5 separate regions of the Mus musculus genome follow, and regions 2, 3, 4 and 5 are each linked to region 1. The links are chromatin contacts, called in public ChIA-PET, Hi-C, HiChIP or PLAC-seq and promoter capture Hi-C maps. All regions are on one chromosome and are shown on one strand. The core of a region is the stretch at or near the end of the contact, and the rest is flanking DNA. Distances in the headings are between cores, read along the strand shown.

What was found. Promoter capture Hi-C pulls out the DNA fragments that hold promoters and counts their contacts. Hi-C and Micro-C count contacts between places; a contact is called where the count stands out from the background. ChIA-PET counts read pairs in DNA pulled down with a chosen protein or histone mark. HiChIP or PLAC-seq counts read pairs in DNA pulled down with a chosen protein or histone mark.
Region 2: a contact with region 1 is called in an H3K4me3 HiChIP or PLAC-seq map of pro-B cells, with 4 times the contacts expected there. The contact joins the enhancer-like site here to the promoter of Vim in region 1. A contact is called at or near these places in 3 of 39 promoter capture datasets (hippocampal neurons, liver and pre-B cells) and 7 of 115 datasets of contacts at active chromatin or transcription factors (the NIH/3T3 cell line, T-cell acute lymphoblastic leukemia, astrocytes and 3 more).
Region 3: a contact with region 1 is called in a promoter capture Hi-C map of pre-B cells, with 3 times the contacts expected there. The contact joins the promoter of Mrc1 here to the promoter of Vim in region 1. A contact is called at or near these places in 4 of 39 promoter capture datasets (hippocampal neurons, liver and pre-B cells) and 1 of 115 datasets of contacts at active chromatin or transcription factors (bone marrow-derived macrophages).
Region 4: a contact with region 1 is called in a Hi-C map of B cells, with 9 read pairs. The contact joins the promoter of Pter here to the promoter of Vim in region 1. A contact is called at or near these places in 4 of 484 Hi-C or Micro-C datasets (B cells, embryonic stem cells and uterus).
Region 5: a contact with region 1 is called in an RNA polymerase II ChIA-PET map of memory CD8 T cells, with 14 read pairs. The contact joins the enhancer-like site here to the promoter of Vim in region 1. A contact is called at or near these places in 1 of 484 Hi-C or Micro-C datasets (LSK cells) and 4 of 115 datasets of contacts at active chromatin or transcription factors (astrocytes, embryonic limb bud, large pre-B cells and 1 more).

The regions. Positions count from the first base shown.
Region 1 is chr2:13,572,861-13,575,679 of GRCm38.p6, reverse strand. Vim (vimentin) reads right to left here and starts at 1,369. Exons shown (of 9, transcript NM_011701.4): 1 at 686-1,369; 2 at 79-139. The coding sequence starts at 1,248.
Region 2 is chr2:14,294,110-14,296,928 of GRCm38.p6, reverse strand. Mrc1 (mannose receptor, C type 1) reads right to left here. Exons shown (of 30, transcript NM_008625.2): 15 at 1,985-2,129. Among named protein-coding and RNA genes, the nearest start is that of Mir511, 35 kb to the right of the region's middle. Within about 2 kb of position 1,343, at least 15 of the 459 cell types and tissues checked have an H3K27ac peak or open chromatin away from gene starts, as enhancers often do. A contact at or near this core is called in embryonic stem cells and pro-B cells, where this site is marked.
Region 3 is chr2:14,228,001-14,230,819 of GRCm38.p6, reverse strand. It overlaps Mrc1 (mannose receptor, C type 1), which reads right to left and starts at 1,406. Exons shown (of 30, transcript NM_008625.2): 1 at 1,247-1,406. The coding sequence starts at 1,307.
Region 4 is chr2:12,922,609-12,925,427 of GRCm38.p6, reverse strand. Pter (phosphotriesterase related) reads right to left here and starts at 1,387. Exons shown (of 6, transcript NM_001305437.1): 1 at 1,230-1,387.
Region 5 is chr2:14,129,429-14,132,247 of GRCm38.p6, reverse strand. Stam (signal transducing adaptor molecule (SH3 domain and ITAM motif) 1) reads right to left here. Exons shown (of 14, transcript NM_011484.3): 8 at 1,130-1,224. Among named protein-coding and RNA genes, the nearest start is that of Tmem236, 44 kb to the left of the region's middle. Within about 2 kb of position 1,382, at least 99 of the 459 cell types and tissues checked have an H3K27ac peak or open chromatin away from gene starts, as enhancers often do. A contact at or near this core is called in LSK cells and memory CD8 T cells, where this site is marked.

The DNA.
Region 1 (2,819 bases), core at 120-2,619:
AGGGAAGTAACTTTTAGAACCGCTCGCGGGTTGGCTCCATTGGGCTGCTGGCTGCATGTGAAAAAGAAGTCTACAAACCTGTCTGAATGACTGCAGGGTGCTTTCGGCTTCCTCTCTCTGGAGCATCTCCTCCTGCAATCTGAAGCAGCAGCACATTAATCAAAGGGGAACTGGAAAACCGCCAGGGGCGGGGCGGCCACACCCAACCACAAATGCCGCCAAGCCTTGAGTCCAGAGCTGCTGTGACACCTCCACCCACAGTAGTTACTGCAACTTGTCGAGGTGGCAGCTCTCTGCAGGTGTTAGCTGGAGTTGGGGCACACTGGAAAAGACAATCACTGCCCTTCCCTTACAATTACAGCCAATCCCCTGTCCCAATATCCCAGATGCCTTTGCCATCTCTTTGTCTGGAACCCTTCACACCCATTCTTTCCTCCTGTCTGGTAACTGTAAGCCCAGAAGAAGGACCTAAGAAACTTTCTAAAAAGTTCAATGGAAGTGCTTGAGTGAGGCGAAAAGAGAAATGTTCACTGCAAAGTTTAGGTTCAGGGTGGGGCCCGCTTCCTCTGCTATCCTCCAGACAACCGCCACCCCAGCCACATCCCCAAGGGCGTGGCAGCCCCAGTGCAAGGCCCAGGACTCCCCTCCCTCCCACACCCCACCACTCGCGTAGGTCAGGCCTTACTTCTCTCGCAGCCGCATGATGTCCTCGGCCAGGTTGTCCCGCTCCACCTCGACACGGGCCTTGTCGTTGGTGAGCTGATCCACCTGCCGGCGCAGCTCCCGCATCTCCTCCTCGTACAGGTCGCCCAGGCGCGACTTGCCCTGGCCCTTGAGCTGCTCGAGCTCAGCCAGCAGGATTTTGTTCTGCTGCTCGAGGAAGCGCACCTTGTCGATGTAGTTGGCAAAGCGGTCATTCAGCTCCTGCAGTTCTACCTTCTCGTTGGTGCGGGTGTTCTTGAACTCAGTGTTGATGGCGTCGGCCAGCGAGAAGTCCACCGAGTCTTGAAGCAGCCGCACGCCCGGCACGCTGCTCCGCAGGCGCACTGCCGAGGACCGGGTCACATAGGCGCCACCGGGGGATGAGGAATAGAGGCTGCGGCTAGTGCTGGGGCGCAGTGCGCTGCCCAGACTGTAGGTGCGTGTGGACGTGGTCACATAGCTCCGGTTGGAGCTGGGCCGGCTCGATGTGCCGGAGCCACCGAACATCCTGCGGTAGGAGGACGAGGACACAGACCTGGTAGACATGGCTTCGAAGGTGGGCTGGCTTGCTGCGGCTGGAAAAACTGCAACAAGGGAATGAGGGCGCGGTGGCTGTGAATCGTAGGAGCGCTGGGGTCTCTGGGGTCCCGGAGCAAGAGTGGCAGAGGACTGGACAACGCCAAGGGCGCTGCTTTTATAACACTGTTAGGAAAGAGGGTCCCCTCCCACTGCCATCCTAGCCGCCGAGCGAGCCAGCCAATGGGGACCCGGAAAGAAGTGAGGAAGGGGGGTGGGGGAGGGAGCTCCCCTCGAGCCTTCCTCCAGGGCTGTAGGGTATCAAGCACAGTCCTGTTACTAATTGGAAGTGCTAGGCCTTTCAGGGGCTTTCCTGGTGATCACCCGAACTCTCTACTCACCCTTGGGTGCTGAGAAAGAAGGGATCGCGGGAAGGATTCATGGGGGAAGGAAGGGGGGCTCTGGAAAGTTGAGTAAAGCGATCCCTGGCACTGGGCCAAAGGGGCGTGGGACTAGGCGCGCTGGTAGGAGGGGCGTGGTCGCAGTCGCAGATCTGCGGTCTTCTGGGACTGGGTGGGTGGGGAGATCCGAGAGCGGAGGAGCAGGAAGAGCCTGCAAAAGCAGTCCTGCAGATCGGAAGCCGGGGAGAGAGAAACAAAGAGGGCCCGAGATTGGGGGTGGAGAAGCACACAGCCCAAGATATCTGGCTCAAGACCTTTGCAGAGGGCTTGTTTGACGTGGTCATATCCCCTGATCTAACGGACTCAGTTCAACTAGAGAGGATTAGGAGCCACTGCCTCTGGAGTAAAGCCCAGGGGACGGGGTGGGGTCGCTGAGTCAGTGGATATGACTCATGGAGCCCTGAGGGTGAGATCGTCTAGCGGTTCAGGAAAACCGTTAGTTGAGATTGACTCCAGACTCCAAGAGCGCTAAGCTCATTCATTGTCCGAAGTTTTAAACCAACTTTGAGAATAACCGTTCTTGTGATTGTTGGGGAAGTGTGGAGAGTTCTCCTTAGAAAGAAACTCTTGCAGACCCGGGAGAGCCACAAAACACATCCACACACCCCTACCCCCATCCCCACCCCTGACGACAAAAGCTCCCTCCCTCCCTCCTTCCCTCCCTCCCCCTTTCTCTCTTTCTTTCTCTCTCTCTCTTTCCTGCATGAAACCACACCCTAAGTTCTGGGTGAAAGAGGAAACTACTTTGGTAATTTCAAAAGCAAGCCCAGTGATCTCGGCCTTTCTGAAAGTGGACTGCATTAGAAGATAAGCAAGTCGGACAAGAAACCATTGGGTTTTGCTAAAAAATCCAATTCGGTGAATGAGTTCGGAAGAAAGGCAGTTATGTAGCTCAAGTGATAAACTGAAGAAACAGATTTCTGTAGATTTTAGAGCAGCGATGCAGGGGAGAAGATTCTAGTGACTTGTCTGGGCAACGCCACAGATCCTATTTTCCACAAAGAAAAATCATGAAATCTAACTTGAAATGGCGACAACTGTCCACAAAACAAAAGGTTCAGAGTGTTGAGATGCAGCGACTGTCACCTTTTCAAAGGGAAAATGACCAGCTCAAGGCTATTGCTTCACGTTTGCTTCTAG
Region 2 (2,819 bases), core at 94-2,593, 720 kb before region 1:
AAAGTCCTTCTTGATGTCCTCTACCATCATCATGAGATATGCTTTTAAATCTAGGTCTAGGTTTTCGGGTGTGTTGGGGTGCCCTGGACTGGGTGAAGTGGGAGTGCTGGGTTCTGATGATGGTGAGTGGTCTTGGTTCCTGTTAGTAGGATTCCTACGTTTACCTTTCGCCATCTGGTAATCTCTGGAGTTAGTAGTTATAGTTGACTCTGTTTAGAGATTGTTCTTCTGGTGATTCTGTTACCGTCTCTCAGCAGACCTGGGAGACAGATTCTCTCCTCTGAGTTTCAGTGCTCAGAGCACTCTCTGCTGGCAAGCTCTCTTACAGGGAAGGTGCGCAGATATCTTGTTTTTGGACCTCCTCCTGGTCGAAGAAGAAGGCCCAAAACAGGGCCTCTCTCAGAAGCTGTGTTGCTTTGGCAGTTCCCAGAAGCTGTCAGCTTCTGTGGTGCAGACTCTCACCTGTGCAGACTAAATTCCTAAGTTCCAGGGAGTCCTGGAACCAAGATGGTGACCGCTGCTCCTGAGGCTGAGGCCGTCTCCCGAGCCAGGCGGACACCTGTCCTCTGGTCCGGACGGTGGCCGGCTGCCTGTGGCCCGCCAAGAGTGCTGCCTCAGCGGCTCTGTGCTTCTGCCCGTCCCAGAAGCTGTCCGGTTCTCTGGCGCACCCTCTAACCTGTTCAGACTAATTTCCTAAGTTCTGCTGAGTCCCGGAACCAAGATGGCGACCGCTGCTGCTGAGGCTGAGGCTGCCTCCCAAGCCAGGCGGACACCTGTCCTCTGGTCCGGATGGTGGCCGGTTGTCTGCGGCCCGCCCAGGCTGCTGCCTCAGCAGCTCTGTGCTTCCGCCCGTCCCAGAAGCTATCCGGTTCTCTGGTGCACCCTCTAACCTGTTCAGACTAATTTCCTAGGTCCCGCGGAGTCCCGGAACCCAGATGGCGACCGCTGCTGCTGAGGCTGAGGCCGCCTCCCAAGCCAGGTGGACACCTGTCCTCTGGTCCGGATGGTGGCCGGTTGTCTGCGGCCCGCCCAGGCTGCTGCCTCAGCAGCTCTGTGCTTCCGCCCGTCCCAGAAGCTGTCCGGTTCTCTGGCGCACCCTCTGACCTGTTCAGACTAATTTCCTAAGTTCTGCTGAGTCCCGGAACCAAGATGGCGACCTGTAACATATTTTCTATCTGCCAGAGTAAAACAAAGCTACTAACAACATAAAGAGGCCACAGTGAGTCACTGGCAGGCAGCAGGAGACTGTTTTTAAATTTAAATTCAAAAGGATACTAATCCAGAATGTGGAAACATGTGCATCCAGCCAGCAGAGGGCAGTACCGGGTCTCTTAACTGCAGAATGGGGGCAGCGGCCATGATTCCCCAACAGCAGAGGGCAATGTGGTTCCATCCTCTTATTGCTATGGCGTCAATATGTTTTAATTCAAGGGTCAGCTTGTTTCCTCGGTGTCATAACCCAGCTCCTCTGACCACAATGCCTAACCTGTCTTTGCTCTAATTTCCAAGATATCATAAATAATATCATGTGAGTCCCACAACACCACGGCCTTCCCTATACTGCTGGTTCTGTGTTATGGATATTAAAATATCAGGTTGAAGGGAGCTTGTACCTGTTTCAGGGATAAAATAGAAGGTCAGAGGGTGAAAGTTCCAGAAAGCAAAACTGCATTGCCTTTCTACAGCACTAAAGGGCAGGTCTCCCATTAGCCCCTGCAGCTGCAGTGGATGGCCAGAGTCCCGGCTGCTGATGGGAATGTTTTTAAGGACGTGACTCTAATCCAGGATTCTTGGTGGCCTTTTGATCTTCTGTTCCTTTGGAACACTTATCTGTTTCCAACGTCCCCATTCTTATCCTGTGAAATAAGGGCCCCACAGTTCCCTGATGCTGGTATTTTTGTTTGTTTGTGCCAATGGAGGAAACAAATTGGGGTATCAGAAGGCTAGCTCTGTAATGTAAGAAAAAGAGGGGACAGATTTGTACCTTTTTGTATCTGACAAATCCAGTTGTTGAGGTGTTCACAGTTGATATCATTCCAGGACATGCCAGGGTCACCTTTCAGCTCACCACAATATTCAACATTTTGGTAATTATTTGGTTCACCGTAAGCCCAATTTTCATAGGAAACCTATGGTGGAAACATCACACTTGATCTGAACCACAACACCAGGTTGCTATGCTGTGCTAGAAACACCACATTAGGCTGCAGATATACCACGTATACCACATTAGGCTGCAGATATACCACGTATACCACATTAGGCTGCAGATATACCACGAACACCACATTAGGCTGCAGATATTAACCACGTATACCACACCAGTGCAAATTCAAATTGGGAAAGGAAAAAGAGGGGCTGTTTGGATTCTTCATTCATTTGCTTTTTACTTTTAGCTATGGAAGCACATTTTATGGACATGGGTGAGAAAGAAACAGCTTTTATTACATGGAAACTTTTAAGCAGACTAGAGTAGGGAATTGGTTTTTATAACATTTCCTTTATTCCCATTAAATAGAATGAATCCAGGGCCACAAGCAATGGGATTTATATGTAGGAAAAAGTTAGCAAGAAACTTCCATATCTCAGTCGGTAGTCGCAATTTCCTAAATTTACAGCCTGTTCTTAAGGGATGATATTTCAGTAAGTTGTTGGAAGCTTTTCATCTATTACACAGGCTACAGAAAAATAATTAGAGAAGAAAAAGTCTTATAAAATGTGACTAACTGAACGACCAGCCTTTGCCAAAATGAACAATGGAAACAACTTGGGAATGTGGGTAGTTTTCAGTGATCAGAGTCTGAAGGGGTCTGGATTAA
Region 3 (2,819 bases), core at 157-2,656, 660 kb before region 1:
GACGTCCACATGAACTTCTATGGCACACTCACACCAAAATGCAATAAGCATAATAAAACATTGTTTTGAAATAAATAAATGGTAAAAAGAGTCTGAGGGTGTGGATCTACCACAGATTACAAGTCTAGAATCCAACCCCCAGTGAGGAGCTGAGAAATCACAGGTTCTCAAGTAACACAAAGACATCTGGATCTGGAAGGGACTCTCCTGTGCCCATTTATATTCGCCTTTTACTCTCTAGAGAGAGCTGAAAGACCTCACATTTTGTGTCCCTGTAACTGGGTCCACCAAGTGACCCACAAGACCTCACACTCTGTCCCAGTATTTGTAGTCACGAAGAGAACGGCATTAGGGAGGCATCCTGCTGTCTCAAGGAGGGAAACATTCCTAAGAAAACTGAGAAAATCTTTATCATACAGTTCCCTAGAGAATTTCCTGGCATCAGCGTCACCACAGGACTTCGGCTAAGACCAAGGGTACGAACTGTGTCCAGCAGGCTTTAGTTGTCTGATGGAAGTGAAGGGTGTTGAAAAGCCAAAATAGTCTCGAAATAGACCTGGGAGTGCAAACTCTCCCAGTCCCTTCCATACTGGTGCTTAAGAATCCAGAGAAACGCTGACTCAGCAATGCCCTTGCGCATCTAAAGAGCCCTGATCTGTTCCTACGGACATATCAACCACTTTCAGACTTCAGCATCGAACACATCCACCTGTGAGACAATATGAACAATTCTGGAAGCAGAAAAGGGCGGACTTTCTAGCAATAGAAATTATGAATGAAACGGCTCACGGGAAAAGTCGAGTGTGAGAATCCCCGCGTCCTCTCCTTATCAATTTGCATCTAGGACGAGGGGCTGCAAGTTCCTCTTTCCCCACCCGAGATACTCAGCGCTATCTATTGGGAGTAGGATAGCAACGGCATAAACTGGAAACTAGAACTAGGGCAAGCAACAAAACAAGAAGGCATTGCACAAACCAGGTAGAAATACCCAGACATGATGTCCTCAGGAGGACGGAGGTGCTGGGGGGCTTCATCTTGGACAACATCTAACAACAGAGAGCAACAGCATCGCCTGACTCTAGCTCAACTCCCACCCTGGTGTGTTCAGGTCAAAGCCAAGTGCAAGCTTGATGAAGGTCAGGTAAAAACACAGATCGCTCAATTCCTCTTCCAGATGTACACAGGACTTTTAGCATAAACTTCAAACAAAATGGTATGCAAAGCCCCCACCTCAAAACAGACTTACCCAATAGCTGAACAGAGACAGGGATGACAGAGATAAAAGCCAGAAGCAGGAGAAGCCTCATGGCCCAGAGTGGATCTTCCAATGAGGGAGAAGAGGGAGACTGGGAAAGGCAAAGAATACAACCAGGTCCCCAGGTTGCCCCTTTGCTCAGTCCAAGGTCTGGGAGCTGCCTGACTGAAAAGGAGGACAGAGGAAGCTGTCCCTTTTAAAGGACTCCTGAATTTAGGAAAACCCTCCAATTGAGAGATATCCTGTCACATGGGGGCGGTTAGAAAAACAGGAATTCAAAGTTACAACTTTGCTTCGTAAGCTAAGGCACAGGAGGAAGGGGAGAGAGGAACATGTGTAGGAGAGGAGAAAACGCAGGAAGTGGGGAGAAGTGAGGACCCAGGCCATGAGCAGCAGGGAGAGGCAGCCCTGCTGAGCTCTCCACAGGTGCTGGGCAGTAACCAAACGGAGGCCATTATCTGGGTGGGAAAAAGTCTCCAGGAGGCAGCTGTGGAGGCTCTCACCCACAATTCTACAGTCAGAAAGGGAGGACACTCGCTGGAAAGCATCAGAAGCTCTTCCTGCTCAGGCTTAGAGCCCGAGCACCAACACACACACACACACACACACACACACACACACACACACACACACACACTCCTTGGAAAGGATCAAAGGTATGGTTCACGTAGAGTTTTGCCCCTGTCTCTAGAAGGAAAATGACAGAAGTTAATTTTAAGACAACCTCAATGAAGCCCAGGGATAGAAAGTTCTAGCAGCTTTCCTTAGAAAGCCAGAGGAAATAGTGGCAATAGCTTTGTTGTCGGTTCGCTGCCAGGCCTCAACCATTACAGTCCTCAGAGTTTGAAAAAGGGAAGACCTCTCTCTCTCTCTTGCAAAAGAAAGCCTGGCTTGAGTCCAAAAGTTGCTTGTTGATTCGATGACAGTGGGGTTTCGTCTTCATGATTTTGCAGGGTCGTTCACAAAGCACCACACAACCCACCTAAACACTGATTTTTTTTTTCCAGACGTTCAACAAGAATTAAGAATATTTAGAAATGGATATTTGTGGTTAGTCAGGGAAGACCTGAAACTGGAGCGTGGGAAATGTCATCGTTTCAAAAAGAAGCTCTGGAAACACTGGCGACTTAGAAGTTGTAAACAGATGGTTTACCTTCAAGTGAAAAGCTGTTCAGACCCATCCACGCTGAGGCAGGTACACACTCATTTCCCAATAAGCTGTGGTTTCTCTCAAGAATTTTCTTTTTAAAAAGCCTAAATTAGGAAGATTCTGAGAAGGGACCCACCGTTCTTTTTCATTCTATCAAGGCTTAACTGACAAAGAAAATTCTCCCACAACTGGTGAGAGGCTGCAAACGTTTCCTTTTCAATCACTGCGTAACTGACTTATCACAGGAACACCGAAACAGTCTTGCGTTTGTAGCGCAGGCTGGCCTTGAATTCTTGGTTCCTCTGTTTTGACTTTCTGAGAGCTGGGATTATAAGTGTGTCCCATCATGCTTGCTGACCAAAAAATGTTTTAATTGGTCTTTTAAATGCAAGCCATTCAAATTGTTTTGCCTAA
Region 4 (2,819 bases), core at 138-2,637, 650 kb after region 1:
CTCCTCCTAACACCTTCCAGCTGTATTGCTTGAACATTCTGTATAGGATTTTGCTCATCCATACCATGAAGCTATCTGGCAAGGCTGTGTAATTAATTAGACTTTAGAGTTTAGGTAAATTTCAAAAAATAAGTACTTGGACATCCCTAGGATTCAGGAACCAGGAACAGAAATAAAATCTGTTTCCTCTTTGACTCCAAAACTACATATACTATGTTTCAGTTACTTTGATAATTTTAAAGTAACATCCAGCCTCCATAAATAAAATCATAATTTCATAAAGACACACTAGCAGAATCTGGTGTTCAAATTATCCTTTTGAAAATTGTCATCTGACTGATTGATAGTCAGAAATAGTCTGATCTTTTTCTTTTCGGTGCGCACTGCGATTCTCTCTCTTTCTCTCTCTCTTTCCCCCTCTCCCTCCTTGTCTCCTCTCTTCTTCCCTTTCCTTTTTCTTTTCTTTCTTTTTTTTTTTTTTTTGGCGTGAATTCATTATTTATAGAATGGCACCAGGCCTCAAGGATACTGTTGGACATCCATCCATCCCTTCTGTCTATGTAAACTAAAATGGAATGGTCCAAGTGGTTGTCTAGTCCCCGGGACCACTCATTCTTTCTTTGTCGCAACGAAAGCAGTATCCTTGAGTACAAAAAGTAAACGCTTGTTAGTCACTCCATGTCGGAGGAGATTTGAAGATGTCTGCCCTGGCAGGTATCACTATATCTAAGGCATCTTTACAGCCACCACTCAGAATCAGGGCGTATAAACTTTGCTCAGATATCTAAGGAGTCACATTTAAGTGTTGCAATACAGCTACAAGAAGGTAAACAATCCAGGAGAAAGTGGATTCTGCTGTTGAAGTTTGTTAAAGAAACCGGAGCAGGGAACAGATGCCTCCACCTTCCATTTCAGCCCATGTAGGGAGAGCAAAGCTACTGCAACAGGTCCCTAGAGTTCAGCAGTCAGACAGAACCGAGCAAGTACAGCACGGGACCTGCTCAGGGCCTCGAGCTTTCAAATCAGACTTTGGGAGACCTGAGGTTGGGGGAAGGTCAGCGCCCTCTGAGCCCAAGTCAGTTCTCCAAGGCTCCTGAAGCCAGGCCCCATGGTCTTTGCAACTCCGGGACCTCCAGAGAAAGGTGGCAGGGCCGCTTCCCCTTTCCCAGGGTGCCGCTCCACGTGGCTGCTTGCAGGACAAGCCCTGAGTTCCAGGCCTAAGTCCTCACCTTTCCTACCAGGTCCACAGCTACTTAACCAGCTCCGGGGCTTCCTTCATTCCGCGCTGTGCGCCGCCTTCTCCCCCTGGGAACTTGACTTGAGCTAGGTCGGCTTCCCCTCCCTTTGGGAAGTTGTCTCTCTCTTCCACCCCCACCCCCACCGCATCATCGCCTCACCCTGCCGCCGTCCCCTCCCTCCGATCCTCCCACTTTGCATGTCCACTAGCCTTTTCCCCGCCCACTGACCCTAAGTCACTCCCACTCAGATTTAAAACCACTCCCTGTGAGCCCGCGCCAGCTCTGAAACCCCGCCCATTAGGTTTCTGCTCTGACAGGGAGGATTTTAAGTCCAGGCTGAACTCCCACCAGCTGGAGGCCCTACTCAGGAGCAAGCCTGAAGTTTGCAGCTAAACTGCTCTCAGAGGCTGAGTTAAGAGCCCACCCAGTCTACATCCTAATTATCCCATTTCTCTTTGGCTCAGCTGATGTGAAATCCCCAAGGAGAAAGTAAGCTACTGGATTTTGCCCAGGTCTCAATTACAGACTCCTTGAGTAATTTTTTTTTCCTGTGTCCTCCAAGACAAGCACTGCCAATTTGATGTCATGCTGCGTTTTGTATCCCTATGATTAACACAGGGAATTCTGGCTTTCTCTCTTTTGTTGATTGTTTTGTTTTGGTTTTTTTTTTTCGTTTTCCTGGACCTGCTTGCTGCATTTAAAACTTGAGTGCTGTACTAGACCACATGAAGCAGCCCTACTACTTGGCATCACTGAACCAAGCTCAGTCAATATGCACTAGTCTGCAAATCATGGTCTTAGGAGCCGCTGTCACCATACAAAGTCTTACCTGTCTGCATTGAACTCCCATTTCATTTTAATCTGAAATCCGAGGAAGAGGAAGAACTTAGAGCAGTCATTTCTAAGGAAGACAGGTTTAGAGCTAAGAATCAATGGCTTATGAAGGCAGTTCTGTTACACTTGGAAACCAACCTGTTTCTGCTTAACGTTTAAAAATAGAGTTTTACTTGTTTAAAGGTTGTTACATTGTATTGTGTGTAGGTGAAAACGGTTTTCCTCGGAATTTCTTTCACTATATGGGTTCTGGGATGGAATTCAGATGGGCAAATCACCTTTATCTGCGAAGCCAGTCTGCAGGCAGTTTTTCTCTGATTACAGACAAGGAAACAGACTTAGAGAAGGCTCTTCAAGTTCTAGGCCAGGACTAAACTGCAGTTTAGTTTATATCAACCATGGTACCATATCTTCTTAGGGAGCTTTGATTGGAAGGCAGAAAATACTTTTATTTAAGTCAGAAGGAAAGAAAGAAGGAAAGTTACACAGTTCCCTTCTCTTTCTTTCCTCGATTACTTCTCTTTTTAAGCAATGCTACAGTAGGAGAAGCCCTTGATAAGGGGGTTAGTAAGGGGCAGATATTGAGAAAAATTTAGCTAGGTAAATCCTAGAATAAACATAGGGTCTCAAACTAAGAGAGGGGGAGAATAAATGTGGAAGTTAGGAAGAGCAGAATGCCCTCCCATGAGTAAGTCTTGCCTTTGCGTCCTGGGAGACTTGAATATTGTTCCCATGAGTGGGGCTCAC
Region 5 (2,819 bases), core at 133-2,632, 560 kb before region 1:
CAAAAGTGAAATAGGACAACTTGGTAGCAATGAGAAAGGACCATTTTAAAGGTCCACAATTTCAGACTTGCTAGTAAAGGCTCTTCTTCACTGTTAACATGCATGTCCACGCCATATATTCTAAGAAGATGTATACAGTATATATTGTGGTTAAGATTCAGTACCAGGTGCAAAACAGCTACAACAAAGATTCTTCCTTAAATTTTTTGTCAACTAAAGAGGAATAACAGACCTTGTGGCATTTAACTAATTTTGAATCTTTCTACCTATTTTACAGAAAGAAAAAGTGAGAGATCCTGGCAGATGAGCACAGATTAGGAATTTATATATAAAAGTTCTTTTAAGATCCTGAACCTTTCAGTCACTAACCGAAGTCTTTCCACACTTCCCGTTTGTCAAATGATTCTTAATATGAAGATTTATCACAGCACAACTATGTACAGACTCTAGAGACAGGACACAGCACTATTAAAGGGCCCTGGCAATGTTATCTCCTACTTACATTACAGCTGCCAGTACTACTTCTCTACGATCACATTTGTTTTGTTTTCAATTTAGCAAGGTTTGAAATCAAACACAAAAGTCTTTATGTGACTGATTATATAAGATTTTACCTAGTTTCTGCAAATCTGACAGAGTGTGGCCATAAAGTGGTTTACGGGCTGTACTGAAAAGTCTAAGACTGGACAGCAGAAACACTCAGGAAACAGAGTCTGTAATGCTGCACTGCATTTGCCACGCTTTCTCGGGGATGAGAAAAGAATTCACAGTACAAGACTGCTTCGTGTATTTGTGCCTTTTATGGCACCTATTCAGAAGGAGAGAGAACAAATTCTGGCAGACGTAGATTATTTCTAGTAAGGATCTTTATTTGACTTTTAGAAACAAAGTGTGATTGCGTAGCTCTGAGTAGCCATCACTTGGCTGTGTAGCACCACTCCTTCATATCCTGGAACTGCAGGAGTGTTGGGATTACAAGCACGCACCATAATGTGCACCTTGGAATTTCATTGTTAAAAAAACCTAGAGGCAAAACACTTAAGTCATTTCCCTATAAAGTTGAGCTTACTCAACTTTCATCAAGATTATGGATAATCTACCATCTACCAACAGACTGAAAAGTACTTACTCATTTCTGGTTCAGCAGTAAGATCTGCAGTTACAAAATTAGAAGGAAAAAGCCCCACGCCTTGATGGGTTTCACCTTTCCACCAGTTGGGATCACTGTGACAAACAGGAAAAGAGTGTTTCATCATTAAGAAGGGCTTATTCTGTAGTCCTAGCATTTATCCTGCACTATCACCGCAATCCAGTAAAGGAGAGAGCAGTCTCTTCTCGCAAACAGCGAGTGAGGAGCTCCTGCGGCACCCACCATCCGTTAGTGAGGTTCTAAGGCAAACAGGAAGTGAGCCTCACCCACAGAAGCTTTTATAGCTGCAGTTCTTTCCCTCACAAGGTCAGTAAATCTTCGGAGAAGCAATAAAAAGCTAGGAACAGTGTAACGATTATAATCCGCCATGCTTTCCTGGTACTATTATGGTCTCGCATGGATTCCTAACAATACAGCAGAGTTTCGAATGTGGATTTTAGTTGTCTGTCTTTTGTTGCTGTTCTCATAAATAAGAACCTAAAAAATGTTTCAGTTTGTCAAATCACACGTGTAATGTTTATATGTAAACCTTCATATGCCAATCCCTACTGAGCTCCTGACTGTAGGCAGTTTCCCTGCCATGGGTTTTATTTTCTCAGAATCAAATACTCTATTTCAGCCGTTAATGCCATGGGCCTTATACACTTCTCCTTTCCAGCTTTGACACTGGTTATCAGAGCAAATCAAACAGGGTATTATTTATTTTCAATGAGAAATGTTTAATATTGTTTATTTCCTTCAGAATGTTAGAAGAAGTGCAGATCTGATGCATTATCTTTCAAAAGTAAACAAAGCTTGCATCATTCTCAACTTCAAAACCACAAAAAACAGAACAAACAAAAACTATGGACTCTTTTCCCCAAAAGAGGCCCTTAGGCGTACTGCCTTGAGTGTCAGGAGTCACCTGGGCTTCTATGTAAGAGATCTCTCACGCTACCCATAGCATATAACTTGAAACAAAACTGTCCCCGTGCCTTCCGTGGAAAAAGTCAGCAAGTGTTTAATCAACACTTTTCCAAAGAATTAATGACCACATTGCAATGCTAGCTAACGAGCCCAAGTTTTACATCAGTTTGTCTGCTTTATGAAAATATTAATGGTCTGAATGTCTATCTTCCTAAAATCCACGTGCTGAAATCTTGTCAGTGTCAGAAGGGGGAGTTTGGAAGGTGACTAATTCATGAAGGCAGAACTTTCTTCAATGGAACTGGTGACCTTATAAGAGTCCTGATCTCTTCTTTGCTCCTGCTGCTACATGTGAAAGCATGGTAAGAACACAGCTGTGTCTCAACCAGAAAGAGCCCTCACCATTTTCCAAATCTGCCAGAGCTTGGAGTTTTCAATCTCAGAATGTGGATAAGTAAATTTGGGCTATTTAAAAAGACTACAGCAATAAAATTTAAAGTCTTTTATAAAAATAACCTTTATCAATCCAAATTCATTTTTAAAAAGCAGTTACAAATTCTAATGCTTTATGATTCACTTTACATACAAAATCATGTGGGTAAACTCTAAAAACACTGATATTGCGTAGTTCTCCCATGATACCATAAGCAAAAAATTATTATGTTTTATATGGATATATGGTTCTGTATGGATACTATCAAGAGATCATGAACTTCTTCAAATAAACCCACCATATCTTCTAAAACTTTAATCTTTTAAACAA